Linked DNA regions of Mus musculus: regions 1, 2 and 4 are each linked to region 3. The links are chromatin contacts, called in public HiChIP or PLAC-seq and capture Hi-C maps. All regions are on one chromosome and are shown on one strand. Each heading gives the region's core, a stretch centred on a gene start, on an enhancer-like site or on the middle of the called end of the contact. The rest is flanking DNA. Distances are from core to core; before and after follow the strand shown.

What was found. HiChIP or PLAC-seq counts read pairs in DNA pulled down with a chosen protein or histone mark. Capture Hi-C pulls out chosen DNA fragments and counts their contacts.
Region 1: a capture Hi-C map of embryonic stem cells shows a contact between it and region 3, with 2.4 times the contacts expected there. The contact joins two enhancer-like sites. A contact is called at or near these places in 1 of 115 datasets of contacts at active chromatin or transcription factors (bone marrow-derived macrophages) and 2 of 9 other capture datasets (adipose tissue and embryonic stem cells).
Region 2: a contact with region 3 is called in a capture Hi-C map of embryonic stem cells, with 2.0 times the contacts expected there. The contact joins two enhancer-like sites. A contact is called at or near these places in 1 of 484 Hi-C or Micro-C datasets (bone marrow-derived macrophages) and 1 of 9 other capture datasets (embryonic stem cells).
Region 4: a contact with region 3 is called in an H3K27ac HiChIP or PLAC-seq map of extraembryonic endoderm stem cells, with 5 times the contacts expected there. The contact joins the promoter of Efr3b here to the enhancer-like site in region 3.

What each region holds. Positions count from the first base shown.
Region 1 is chr12:3,870,017-3,873,294 of GRCm38.p6, forward strand. Dnmt3a (DNA methyltransferase 3A) reads left to right here. Exons shown (of 23, transcript NM_007872.4): 5 at 2,819-2,862; 6 at 3,266-3,278. Among named protein-coding and RNA genes, the nearest start is that of Dnmt3aos, 9.4 kb to the left of the region's middle. Within about 2 kb of position 1,810, at least 157 of the 459 cell types and tissues checked have an H3K27ac peak or open chromatin away from gene starts, as enhancers often do. A contact at or near this core is called in embryonic stem cells, where this site is marked.
Region 2 is chr12:4,178,520-4,182,098 of GRCm38.p6, forward strand. All of the region lies in intron 2 of Adcy3 (adenylate cyclase 3), which reads left to right. Among named protein-coding and RNA genes, the nearest start is that of Adcy3, 46 kb to the left of the region's middle. Within about 2 kb of position 2,147, at least 28 of the 459 cell types and tissues checked have an H3K27ac peak or open chromatin away from gene starts, as enhancers often do. A contact at or near this core is called in embryonic stem cells, where this site is marked.
Region 3 is chr12:4,718,534-4,721,680 of GRCm38.p6, forward strand. Fam228a (family with sequence similarity 228, member A) reads right to left here. Exons shown (of 8, transcript NM_029107.3): 7 at 44-185. Among named protein-coding and RNA genes, the nearest start is that of Fam228a, 18 kb to the right of the region's middle. Within about 2 kb of position 1,553, at least 39 of the 459 cell types and tissues checked have an H3K27ac peak or open chromatin away from gene starts, as enhancers often do. A contact at or near this core is called in embryonic stem cells and extraembryonic endoderm stem cells, where this site is marked.
Region 4 is chr12:4,036,891-4,040,440 of GRCm38.p6, forward strand. Efr3b (EFR3 homolog B) reads right to left here and starts at 2,025. Exons shown (of 23, transcript NM_001082483.1): 1 at 1,814-2,025. The coding sequence starts at 1,820.

The DNA.
Region 1 (3,278 bases), core at 560-3,059, 850 kb before region 3:
CCCTGTCACCTGGATATTGTCTCACTGTAAAGAGAACTTGGAGTAGTCTTTACTGGATAGTCTCTGGCCAACAGGTTAAGTGCTTGAAGCCCCTGACCTCCTCTGTCCCCAGGACCTGAGGTAACTTGGAGTCATGTTCCTGTCCTCCAGAGCCACTCTGGAAGGCACAGGCACCTAGCCCAGGGACCCTGAGTCTGAGCCAGGAGCATATGGGAGTAAGAGCTCTGGTGTTCAGAGACAGACAGTTTGTGGTCTGCTGGCCAGACTGGAGAGGGGAAGAGTGTTTGCGTGAGCGCGTGCGTGCATGTGACTGACAGTGAGAAAGCTCATGTAGGTATGCGCAGTCTTTCAGGGAAAAAATTCCAGAAAGAAGCCAGTTGGAAACTTTTTCAAGAAGTCTCCATTTGGAAGACTCCGGGCCTGGATGACTGGCAAAGGACACAAGGGATAATGGTGGCAGTGCAGGTCAGTCAGAAGCCCTGAAATCCACTCACGGCCTCTGTTGCCTGTTGTGAAATATTTAGCAAACTCAACCATGTCTTCTTTTCAGGTAAAATTTTCTTGTAGTCTAATGAATAAATCAGGCCAAACAGTGGTGGCCCACACCTTTAATCCCAGCACTCAGGAGGCAGAGGCAGGTGGACTGCTGAAGTCAAGGCCAGCCTGGTCTACAAACTGAGTTCCAGGACAGCCAGGGCTACACAGAGAAACCCTGTCTCGAAAAAAACAAAAAATAAAAATAAAAAATAATGAATAAATCAGTCCTGGTAAACGTAGTTAAAAAACACTGGGGTAGGAAGGAGTGATATTCAGGAAACTCCTAGGTCCCGTACATAGTCTAATAGCCTGGGCCAGCTTGGATTCCTCACTCACTACCCTCCTCTGGCTGCTGCATGGTTGCTGCAGCAGCTGTTGCAGCCTCAGCAGGAGCCGCGATCCAGGGCAGGCACCCCCTTCTGGCAGCCTAGGTCATGGGCTGAGCACCGAGGTCCGAGGGAGGGGCTTGCCCTAGAGGTGGGAGGCCCAGAGCAGGCCTGAGGGGGAACCCCGTGGAAAGTGGGGAGCAGACTTGTGGGTGAGAGGACATGGAGGAAACGGGGAGGAAGAGACGTGGTGGATGAGATATGCCTTAAAAGGCCAACCACGTACCCTGTACTGGGAGGGCGTACACCCCCCACCCACACAAGGGTTACAGCCACCACGCTCCTCCCACACACCACCTCCACGAGGCCCAGCGACACGCCTGCCTACCACGGGGTTCACAGCCCACGGGGTAACCAGCAGGGGCTCTGCCCTCCCCTTCTTTCTCCCTCCCTCCCTCCCTTCCTCCCTTCAGCCCCTCTAGATGGAGCCCGGCACACGTGGCGATACAGAGCGTTCTGGGCAGGTGCAGAGAGAAACCTCAGGTCTGTCTGTTGACAGTAGGGGAAAGATCCAAGCTAAAGATTCAGAGCCATAAATGCTGTGGGTGGTTTCCACTTCTGAGCTAGGAGATGTACCAGGGGCTGTTTTTTTTCTGTTTGGGGCTCTTTGTTTTCGTACCCACCCACCTCCAACCCCCCACCCCATGCACACCAAGCTACATGAGCCAACCTTAGCGACCTTCCTGCTCTGGGCCCAAGCCCTGTATTTTCTCAGTCTCAAAGAAAAGAATTGAGGCACCTAGGTGAAGAAAGGCGGCCGAATTTTCCCTACTTAATAGGAAAAGCCATACAGCCAGCTGCCTGCCGCGGAGCTGCCGGGAGAGGAGCCAGAGAAGCGTGCAGAAATGGCAGGAAGATGTCACTGCCCTCGTGTCCGGCCTATGCGGGCACAAAGAGTCCTTCCTAAAGATGGCGCTGTGGAGACCGCTGCTCCCAGCCCAGATGTCCCTCCCAGGAACTGGGATCAGTGCCCAGTCCCGGAACTTTGAGAAAAGCCAAAGAAACAGAGAAACGTGTGCATCAGGGAGTTCCTTAGGGAAGGGAAGCATGCTGACAACGTACCTACTGTGCGCCAAGCCCTGTTCATGCACTCATTGCTCACACCAGTCCTTAGAACATGTCACTTTGGATCAGTGAGGACACAGCAGAGGTTGGGGGGGGGGGGTCATGGTGAAGAGGGGATCCAGACTTAGCTGGGTGGCACATACCTTTAATCCCAGCACCTGAGAGAGGCAGATCTCAGTGAGTTTGAGACCAGCCTAGGCTACAGAGCAAATTCCTAGACAGCCAGGGCTACATGGAACAACCCTGTCCCCATCCCCCACCCCCAAAAATCCTTATCTTAACCTGAGAAAGAGCCAGGAATGGAGGGCAGTTTCCATGTTGGTAGCAGGGCCATACCATTTAGAACTGTTTGTAATTGGAGCTGTTTCCTGGGGTCTATTCCCACTGGCCCATTGTCTGTGCCCCAACACCTTTTCCTACCCCATGAGAAAGGAGTAACAGCCTGGTTCCTTCAGCCCAACCCCTGCTCTGCCCCTCCACCCTCCTGCCCCTGCTCTGCCCCTCCTCCCTCCTGCCCCTCGCTCTGAGTGAGGGCTGGGGTCAAGCAGCAGGTGATGGCTACTTCAGAGCCCCTTTTGTGTACTTGAGACCAGGGTCCAAAGGCCAGAAGCCATGCCCCTGAGTTCTGTCTTCTTCCTGTGTTCTTGGGCCCGGAACCTGGACCAGGGTCTCTTTGCTCCAGGCCTTGCCTGGCACACGGGTATGGTCTGTGTGGACGGCACATGAACAAGCAAACACTAGGAGGACCCTGATCCCATGGAGGCCCCCAGGCTCCTCTGAGCCACCCCCGTGACTCCGTCAACAGTCCTCTTGTTCTTCCCTTTCCACAGGCAAAGAACAGAAGCAGACCAACATCGAATCCATGAAAATGGAGGCAAGTGTTTTCCTCACCCACAGGGGCCCTGTGGGTCCTGATTCTAGAAGAAAACCACCTCTCTGATGGACTGTGGCGAGTGTGTGTGAGGGGCCCGAGGGTGGGTCCTGCCCCATCTTTGGTTGTTCCTTGTGAGAGGGAGAGGAAGTGGGGGTGGAGGTTGGAAGTCCCCTAGTGAGGCAGCCAGCTCATCCCCCTCCAGAGGTCAAGCACTTCCCCTCTCTGCCTTGTTCATGAGTCCCTGCCAACTCCTAATCCCTCCTCAGAGGGTCAGCCCCTCTGGCCAGGAACCAGAATTTCTATACTCTGGGATGAGTGACCCCTCTCAGTTTCCCCTCCAGGAGGAATGAACCCTGCAGAGTACCTGTGCCCACCTTAATACCTGCCTGTCTCTCTGTCCTAGGGCTCCCGGGGCC
Region 2 (3,579 bases), core at 897-3,396, 540 kb before region 3:
TAGGCCAGATGAGGTCCTTCGAGAATGCCTCACTCAGGCCCAGGTCTCACGTGACAGTGTCGATATAACTGCTTTTGTGGCAAACGCTGTGCCCTGTCCCTGAGGTTGCGTGACCCCCCTCCTACCCCCCCACCCCAGCCAGTCTCCTCTTCCCCTCATCTTCCTCCTCTGTCACTGCAGGGACCCTGCCCAAATGTCTCTGGGTGCAGTCCCTTTAGTACTGTCTCTGTGGAGGTCTCCAGCTTTTTGCTTGGGATGAAGGCGGACAGAGTTATAGCTCCTAGGAAGGGGTGAGGTGGCCCAGCTCTTTCATACAAGGGAGGCATGCCTCAGGTGACAGATGGGTGGAGCCAGAAAGTAGGCAAGAAAGGCGAGGAACAAAGTAGTTTGGCCTCATAGCCTGGCCCTGGCCCCTGCTTCCCTGCAGAGCAGAGCTGTGTCTGCCAACTCCAAAGGCTTATTGATGTGTCTTTCTGAGCATGATTCTGGCATGAAAGGGGAGTCAGGCCAGGCATCGTGGGTGGTCCAGTAGCTGAATGGAGTAGATATCCGAGTGGACTTGGGGTCTCTCTCTAGTCTCCCCTCAGCTCCATGGGCATGTTAGTGCGGAGCCAGAGGCCCAGAGGGAAGAACTTCCATTACTTGTTGTGACTCCCATGTGACCTACTTTGGGGATTCGTTTGGGACCTTGAGAGTTGCTAAGCACCCCAACTGGCACCTGGCAGCAGAGGCACTCAGAACATCACACCTGTTGCCAGGCACAAACTTTAGAATTATGAAGTACCTGAATCACCCCCAGAAACACTTAGCAGGCACGGAAAATAAAGAAGGAGGAATGAGGGGCATGGAGAAGTGACAGGGGAGCCTCCTCAGGGCACACCCTATCCTTCAGAAGGCGGGGGGGGGGGGCGAGGGGGGGAGGGCTCCTCTCAGCCCCCACACCCCAGCACCTAGGAAGCTGCATCCAGGCTCCAGTGGAGATGCTGGCTGTACAGGGTTATAAGAGAGCTGTCCACTGTCACTAGCTGTGTGCCCTGGGAATCATGGCTTAGGAGACACTACTTCTGTGGCGCCCACACAGGTGAACACTGCTGTAACCTGCTTCTCTCAGCCTGCCTCTGCCTGGGTCTTGATCCTTCATGTGAGGTCTGCTGCTGTTCTGAGCCAGGACTTTACCTGTTTGCCACAGGATTGGGTTTCTCTCCCTCCGAGAGCCGAGAACTCTAGGAGAATGCACTGCTTCATAGGCTCAGTGCCTGAATATCCTTGTCCTCTGACCTTTACTGCGTGCCCCAAGTCCTTCGGCTGTTAGGGCGTGGCACAGAGTCCCCTTAACCTTGAGCCTTGTTCTCTTGGAGGCCATGGGGGAGGGGAGAATCAGGTTTCTAGTACCAACCCCAAAGTTGTCCTGGCAACAGTGAGGTGAGGGTGATGGGCCTGCTTCCTTGGGGAGCAGCTCAGTGGGGAAAGATGGTTGGTGTGGGCAGAGAGCAGCGCACCTCCTCTCTCCACAGGGGTGTGGCCTCTTCCTCTTGGCACTGGACCTCAGTATCCCCAGTGTTGAAATTCCAGTGTTGAAATTGGGTGGGTCACCTGATAGGGCCACAGAGCATTAATTTGGAAATACACTTTCATTTTAATTTGGAAATACACTTTCATTTTAGCCTCTAAACAGAAACACTCTTTTTTTGTTTTGTTATTTTTTGTTGTTGTTTTTCGAGACAGGGTTTCTCTGAGTAGCCCTGGCTGTCCTGGAACTCACTCTGTAGACCAGGCTGGCCTCGAACTCAGAGATCTGCCTGCCTCTGCCTCCCGAGTGCTGGGATTAAAGGTGTGCGCCACCATGTCGGGCCAGAAACACTCTTGAATACAGTTAATATCCTTAGCTTTTGTTTTAGCTTTGAAATCCCTTGATGTGAGGAAAGCCAGAAGGCGCCTCCCCTTGTTGTACGTGTTGTACGATGAATACTGGTTTCTCTGTGGCTTTAGTTTCCACCACTTGGACTTTACAGGGTGTTCTTCATGCCAGTATTTCAGAACCTAGCAAGGCACATCCCTGCTTCAGGCAGCTGGGGCGAGGGGGCTCCTGGTGAGGAGGGCTCTGTTGTGCTGTGACTCCTCCAGGCAGCAGTGATGACGTCAGCACTTTTAAGCCACTCCTCCTACTGAGCCCTGCCTCCCAAGCCCTGTCTACCTGAAGTCTGTCTTCTGAGCCTCTGCTGGCTCAGCAGCTTTCCAGTCTTGACCACCACTGCTGGCGTCATATCCTTCAGCATATCCTGTGGTCTGTGGCCACAGCTGGGAGCATCTCCTGTCTGGCTGTGGCTAGTAATCCAGGTAGTCTATTAAATGCATAATTAATAATTAGAAATGTCTACATCCTCTATGGCAACCTGGGCTTTTTACTACCTTGCCAAGTGTCTGTAAATTTTTCCTGTTTGAGACGAGTCTTACTCTGTGGCCCAGGCTAGCCTTGAACTCATAGCACTCCTGCCTTAGCCTTCCGATTGGGCATCACAGGTGTGAATGAGCCACCATGCTGGGTTTCAGAGTGAGACATAGATTCTCATTCTAGTTGAACCATTTGTCGCTTGGCCCTGAGAAGTTACTTATGTGCTCTGAGCCCCAGCTTCTCTGTGAAGTGGTAATAGAGAATAGGATGGTTAAGAAGTCCATGAGAGCCTGGAGAGATGACTCAGTGGTTAAGAGCATCTACCGTCATTGCAGATGACCTGAGTTCATGGTCCTAACACCCATCCATCCAGTCAGGGGACCCACAACTGCCTGTAACTCCGGGGAATCTAATGCCTTCTTGTCTGCAGGCTTCTGCATGCATATACATATACTGGCAGGTAGACAGACAGACAGACAGACAGACAGACACACACACACACACACACACACACACACACACACACACAAACAGAGTAAGCATACATTTTAATTCAGATCACTAGTATCCAGGGCCACCTTCCACGAGGACATGGTTCTGAGCATAGATTCTGTGGGGGTGGCTGGCAGAAAATACATCCGTATGAGCTACAGAGCAGGGAAAGGAACTTACCAGGCACCACAGGTAGACGGAAGTTGGTATCAGTATCTTGGGCCAGGGAAAGCTTTCTTGAGGTAATGTGGAGTGGAGACCTGCAGGTGGTGAGCAGCAAGCCATGGGGAGGGTGGCAGCATGGGAAAGAACCTGGGGTGAATCCACAGGACACATGGAACACAGTGCTAGGAACAGAAGGAGATGGGGATGGGGTGTGTCCATCGGCAGGAACACAGGACAGTGGAACAGGAGAGGGAGGGAGGCAGAGATCCTGTGAGCCACAACCTGGAGCCTGCAGTCCTGGAGAGAGCCTTGGCTTTGTGCTGAGGAGAGCTAGGATTAGCCATCCCAGGAATTCAAACAGTGTAGCTATTGATGGGGAAGAGATAGCCAAGGAAGCAGGGAGATCAGAGGGATATGGTAGCCCAGATCAGGACCTTGATGGTAGAAGCTAAGTGCTTTACAGCTAGGTGAACCAGAGAGTGGGGAATTGAGGATAGAGAGGGAGTATTGGGGGTTATTGGAGAGGTGGA
Region 3 (3,147 bases), core at 303-2,802:
GCAAACCTCGCCCAACCAGCCCCACTCCCAGAGCTCAGCTTACCAGACCCTTCTTTTCAGCCTCTTTGATATCCTGGCTGAGCCTTGAGGCTCTGAACTGCCTTTCAAAAACAAGCTGGCTTCGACTGACAGTCTTCTCTTCCTTAGGCAGATGAGACTTTAATGTAAAGACAGGTTTTTCAGAACTGAGAAAAGAGGGGGGGAAAATCTCAACTCAATTCTACCATTCAAACGTTATTCGATGAATATGCTATTCATTTTGTGAAAAGAAAGGTCTGGCTAGACATCGCTGGTGCCTGGCCATCTGCTCTGCTAAGGATAATGTTCCCTAACGGTTCACATGGGAATGCTGTGGACCTTAAGGATGAGGTTAGAGTAGAGTTGCTGAAGTCTGAGGGTGAAGGGACTGTGGAACTCTGTTCTCTTCCTTCCCCTTTCTCCCTGTTTCCTGAGCAGTCTAACCCTACAGAAACTCCTGCTGCACTGTGCTGCCCTATCAGAGGCCCAAAGCAATTGAAGCTACTTGATTTCAAACTTTATCCTTCCAAACTGTCAAGTGCCACAGGTGAGTCACGCCTTTCTCCAGCTGAGGAGGCGCATCAATCCTGAGACCACGCTTGAACAGAGATGCCACCAGGCAGCCTGTAGGTCCTTAGACCAGGAAGCTAGGGAGAATGCACAATTCACCGGCAGCACATACACAAAGCAGAGAACAGAAACTAAGCCGTTTGTTAAGGAGAAGCGACAGTAAGAAGCAAGGTCTCTGGAGGAGAGGACAGGGGCCGCGGTCCTCAAGCTGCTGGGCTTTCTCGATGATTAGATAAGGGGCCTTCTCCACTTTTTCACTTGAGACAGATTCTGCTTTTTGCAATCCACTGCTCCTGGTTAGTCTAGTGAATCACTCTCAAGTTCTTTCCTTTGTTAAACGAGGCACCCTCCAGAAGATTTGTCCTCTCAGAGAGACGCGGCCTATCCCTACTGAGGAGATAACCCTTCTCTTTCCCACCCCCTTATCTATCTCATAAGAATTTGTTCATTGTCCTCTAGCCACTGAAAACATCAAGATAAACAGGACACAGCCCTGCTGGTGTGGGTTGCCCTGCTGCTGTTTGTATTTGATGTTAATTCCACTTCCTCAAGAGGAGCTGCCCCAGGAGTAGATCATGCCCTCAGGTGACATCACTGACCCTTCCCCCCATTCTGACCGGTCACATTAAGGCTAGGGCCTATGATCGGGCAGTGGAGGGGAAAGGTGGGACAGGGAGTCTCAGAGAACAGAGGAAGAGGAGGAGGAAAGAAGATAGAACAGAATCACATGGCCTGGACAAAACACAAACGAGGGATCTCGTAGCTGGGGAATAAATCAATATAGTGATAGATCTGCCTGATCTAGACGTATAGCTTATAAATATAATAATTAGATTATATGTTCTTTATACGGGCTTATTAGGGTAAGAAATTACCACAACACCCAACTCTCTAGGTCGGCTTGTTGAGGGGCGGTACTGTAGAGGAATTTCCCTTAATTATCTGATTGGCTGAGAAAGATGAAAAATAGCCAATCACTGGGCAGAAAATGAGGAGGCGGGTTTTCCCGGGCAAGACAAGAAGAGCCGAGGAGGAGTTTGAGGAGTCTGCAAAGACAGAAGGGGAGAGCTGGAAGGAAGATGGGGCAGAAGCGCATGGCCTGGAGAAACTGCAAGTAGCAGGGATTTCATAGATGGGAAGGAAAGTGGTGTAGAGGCATATCTGCCCAATATGGATGTGCAGTTTATAAATATACTACTGAGTTGCATTTTCCTTGCTTGGGAGTACTGAGGTTGGAGATTTACCGAAACAAAATGGCGTCGATTAGAACTCAACTAATCTGAGATAAAAGATCACTGCCCCTCCCCCTCCCCCCTAATACAAGGCTGGGGCAGCCATCTAGGCTGCAGCAGTGTGTAGATTGAAAGCTGACTGGGTCTGAGGGGCCTACAGAGAACTGCAGAGAGGCTCTCTCCCCAAGCCCCAGGTAGACAGCTGCCACCAGGGGCAGCACTGCATCCTGGAACTGGACTTGGGCAGACACAGTGAACTGATTGGGGCATCTACACCCGCCTGAGAGAGCCTTTCTGTGTTTGCTTCCCCGTATCCCCGGCATCTACAAAGGACATGGACAGCCAGACTCTGAATTGAACACAGAGGGAGACAAAGGTACAAAGGGCTCTGGATGAGGTAATAAGCATCATACATCGATAGTTACAGATAAGAAACACAGTAAATACCTTTTGGGCTTTAAGGGATGATATTCTAAATGGTTTGACAGGGATGGATTTAAAGGAAATAGACACCTTGTCATTTATTGAACTATTTATCCTCTTGATCTACTATGTCTTCTCAAAGGACAGGGACCTAGATAAAAAGATTACAGGGAACACTAGAACTAAAGGTTCTGGATTTTATAGGTCAAGATAAGCAACAGAAAGAAGAAAATAAAGGTTGGCCACAGGAGCTGGAAGAGACACTAGAAAAAAGGATTCAACAATTCACACATCAAATTGAACAGCAAGGAGACAGAGATAAAATTTGGAAGCAAAGTCTAGAGGATAATTTACTAAATCAACATAAGGCAGATGCCACCATATCAGAATTACAACATAAAGAGAAGCTAAGATTGTGGAAGGAGGGCCTAGAACAGAAGATACAGGTAATTATAGAGCAAAATGAACAACAGAAAGAAAAATTTAAGACTTGGCAACCTGGCCTAGAGGAAACACTAGAGTTGAAGACACAGGAAATTATAGATCAGAATAAGAGACAGATAGATGAAAATGTTCTAGCTAGAAAAGATGCTAGAACAAAGGACAACAGCTCACAGATCAGACTGAGCAGCAGAGAGAAAATAATGAGAATTGGAAGCAAGACTTGGAGAATAACCTTTTAAAATTAATCAATCAAAAATAAAATGGATAACAAAATAAAGAAAAAATTAAAATGTGGAGGCAGAACCTTGAGCAAAGAATACAGGAACTCAAAGAATGGGAGGAGCGGCAAAAAGAGAGATATGAAGCATGGACACAAACCTTAAGGGGAGAATTTTAAAATCTCAGTTAAGGAAAATTCTCAGAGAGAAGATAAAATTAGAGAAAACCAACAAACGGTTAT
Region 4 (3,550 bases), core at 775-3,274, 680 kb before region 3:
GGCCAGCTCCCACCCAGCACTAAATGTGCTTTTCCCCCGTGCTGGAGCCAACTCCCCAGAGGATCCTCCATCACGGCCTTTCTATGGATCATTTAGGATTAGTTCCTGCTCTGTTTGCATCTGGGGAAATAAAAACATTATTAAAGAGAATTGGAATTTTGTGGTGCATCTGAAAATAGCCCCCAGTCAGGCTGACTTCCACATCCTTCTCTTTTAGCCAGCTCTTCCAACAGGAGCACACCAAGAACCCCCCTCCCCTAATTCTCAGACCCCCTAAGTAAGTTACCACATTAGCTACTAGATGTAATATGGTGGCCTGGGGCTGCTAATTCCCGCCCATACTGATGGGCCTGTCCTAACTCCTTCCCGGCTGCAGGTGCCCCTGCAGTCACATGCTTCTGTCAAATGATCTGCAGCTTCAGCCTGCTCCCTCTGCAGAAAGGGGGTGGGGGGGGGGGCACAGACAGAATAAAAGAGGTCTATGGCTCTTTCTACCTCCCAACAGGCAAAGCCCAAGTCCAGTCACCTTTCAGAGTCCCCACTGGTTATGGGTCCAGCCGCTGAGGACATCTCCCCTCCCCCCATTTGCTCCACCCAAGAGAATTAATGCTAGCTGAGAGGACCTGCTGACACCTCTATAAGAATCATAGTGTGGCTGTGTAACCAACTGACCTGGGAAGGAGATGCAAGGCAAAAAGTTAAGTCTTTGTCTTCTAAATAGGGGGCTCACCAACTGCTGACTCTTTTCAGCATGCTCTCTGTGCTAACAAACTTTGTGACTCATGGTCTGTTCGCAGAGGCAGCCAGCAGCCTTAGAAATGGGTTAAATTGGGAACATGCACTTCTAGATCACTCACTCCTCAGGTGCAGCCCGAGCCCCTACCCTGCAGTAGGAGACGGAGAACAGGGCTCCAATTCTTCTGCTGGCCTCAGAATAACTACCAGAGACCTGGGCTCTAGTAAACTGTGTCCACAGGAATACACGCACACATGTACCCTTGGTAGAGAGCCGATTCCTAGACTAGTCCACTCTTATGATCTGCAAAGTGGGACCCCAGGAGCGCTTTCCTCATCCACGCTGCCTGTAGAACCCGAGAAATTCTTGACAAATGAGCAAGCAGAGCCTTGAACCGTGAGGGTCTTGGAGCTGCCACACATTCGTGGGGGCGGTGGCTGCGTAATTGGGAGAAACCCTCGAAGCAGCATCTCTCCCCATCAGCCCTCCATAGGGCCAATCTGGAAGTTGGGAAGCCTGAATACCATTAGCAGCAGTGTTAGGTAGAGGCCAAGTCCACCCAGCTCAGAGAGATGAACCTCCAGCGCCGGCTCGCTCGCCAGCTCCTGCACTGCCGGCGCCGCCTCCCACATCCAAGGAGCCTGGCAGCAGACTGGCAGTGAGCAGCTCTCCCCTACCCTGGACCACTTTCGCGCATCAAACTCCCAAGCACAAGCCTCTTTGTTAATTCTGCAAATACTGTCACCCGATCACCTCCACCAACACTGTCGGCTCAGCTCCGAAGATACTCGCTTTTTCCAAAGCCGGGTGCCTCTCAGCCATCAGAGTCCCTACCTGGCGACGGACCACCGCCCCTAGCGCCTGCACACGCCTGCCCGAGGGATCTCAGGGGACCAGAGAGTCCCCCGGCCTAAGGCATCTTTGTCCTCTCGGCACAGACGTACGCACAGGCGACTGAACCAGCCTAGCCTGGCACCAAGTCGGCATTCTCGCTTTTGCGACGGGGGCCACTCCGGGGGACAAAGGTCCGTGTCTGGAAGTTTGCGGGCCCGAGCCGGGGCGCCAAGCCCTCCTTACCGTACATCTCCGCGGGGAGCGCGCCTCTGGGGAGGCCGGCGTAGCCGCGTCGCTGGCTGCTAGTCCTGGCCGCTCCTGCCTTTCATTCACAGCCCGGCGGGCTCAGGCGGCTGCGGGCGGAGACCGGGGCGCGGCGGGAGCAGCCGATGGGGGGCCGGCGGCGGGCGGGACAGAGCGGGACGCCACCCGCCCATTCAGCGACGAGGTTGGCTGCCGCCTCCTGCTCTGGTCCGCAAGCTAGGCGGCGCGCAGGGGGCGGAGCTGTGTTCTGCCACGCCCCGCCCCCTTGGCCACTGGCGGGCTGCCTCAAGAGCCCCGCCTCCATCCCGGACCCTCTCCTTTCCTCAGTATGGGGCGAGCCTTTTTACCTACCTGACGCCCCAGGAAGCCCAGGTTCTTCGTTCACTCAGTAGATCATCCATCCGAATTCCAGCTCCTGGCTCAGCTCTTACGCGGGTCGCTGACGTGTCCTTCAAACTGATGACACACACACACACACACACACACACACACACACACACACACACACACACACACACACACACCCCACACCAGGTCAGCCGGGCGCTGGAAGCTGCAGGTGTGCTCTATTCAGTCTGCTCAAACGAACCGGCTTAGGGAACCTAAGGAGCAGAAATTGAGGCATAACCCTATTCTTTCTGCGGGCCCCAAACTCTGTTTGCTACCTGGGTCAGGTATTCAGGAAATACAGCACACTCCCAACCTCCAAGGCTGCAGGAAGTCCGCTTGGTTTTTCCTCTCCAGATTTGTGTAATCTGCAAGCTTTGCAGCCAGCATCCCCTCCACAAAGGGACTTAAACCCCAGGCCAACGCCCCAGCCCTGGATATCTCTGCCTTCTGTTTCTCTGGCTTTTCTATTTCTATTTCTTAATTTCTCCTCTTGCCTCTTGCTGGAGGCTTTCTGTTTTCTTCCCGACCGTAAAAATTAGAGAAGGGCCTGAATGCAATGACCTTCGTTTTGTTTGTTTGTTTGTTTGTTTGTTTTGTTTTGTTTCGTCTTGTTTTTTGAGACAGGGTTTCTCTGTCGGCGCCTCTTTGAGCCTTGCTTCGTGTTGAGAAATTTCATGAACCTACAGTACATAGTGGGCACCACATATTGTTTTCTTTTTCTTTTTTTCTCCCCCAAAGCAAAGATCAAACCAGAGAGATCCAGTCCTTGGATTTGGAGACGGTGCTCAAGACAGTGCTCACTGCACCCCAAACCAGCATTTTCTATTTTTCTTTGGCTTCATTTCCCCAGACACATCCACCAACCCACCTGCACCTCTCCTAATCTGATGCTTCCTGTTGCCTTGATAAACAGAATGACCAAAAAAACACTTGGTTAAGAAAGGGTTTATGTCATATTAAACTTTACAGTCCATCACTGGGGGAAGTTGTCCTGGTTTGAACGGATTGTAGTGGAATATGAAGAGTCCCTGTAGGCTCTTATATTTGAATGCTGGTCCCTCATTGGTAGAACTGTTTGGGGGAGGATTAGGAAGTGTGTTCTTGTTGGGGGTGTGTGTGTCAATGGTCAATGGAGATGGCCTTCGAAGTTTCAAAAGCCCACACTAGTCCAGCGCTCTCTCTCTCTCTCTCTCTCTTTCTCTCTCTCTCTCTCTCTCTCTCTTTCTCTCTCTCTCTCCCTCATGCTTGTTGACCAGATGTAAGCTCTGATCCACAGCCATGCCTGCCTGCCTGCCTGCCTGCTGTGCTCTCCACCATGATGGCTGT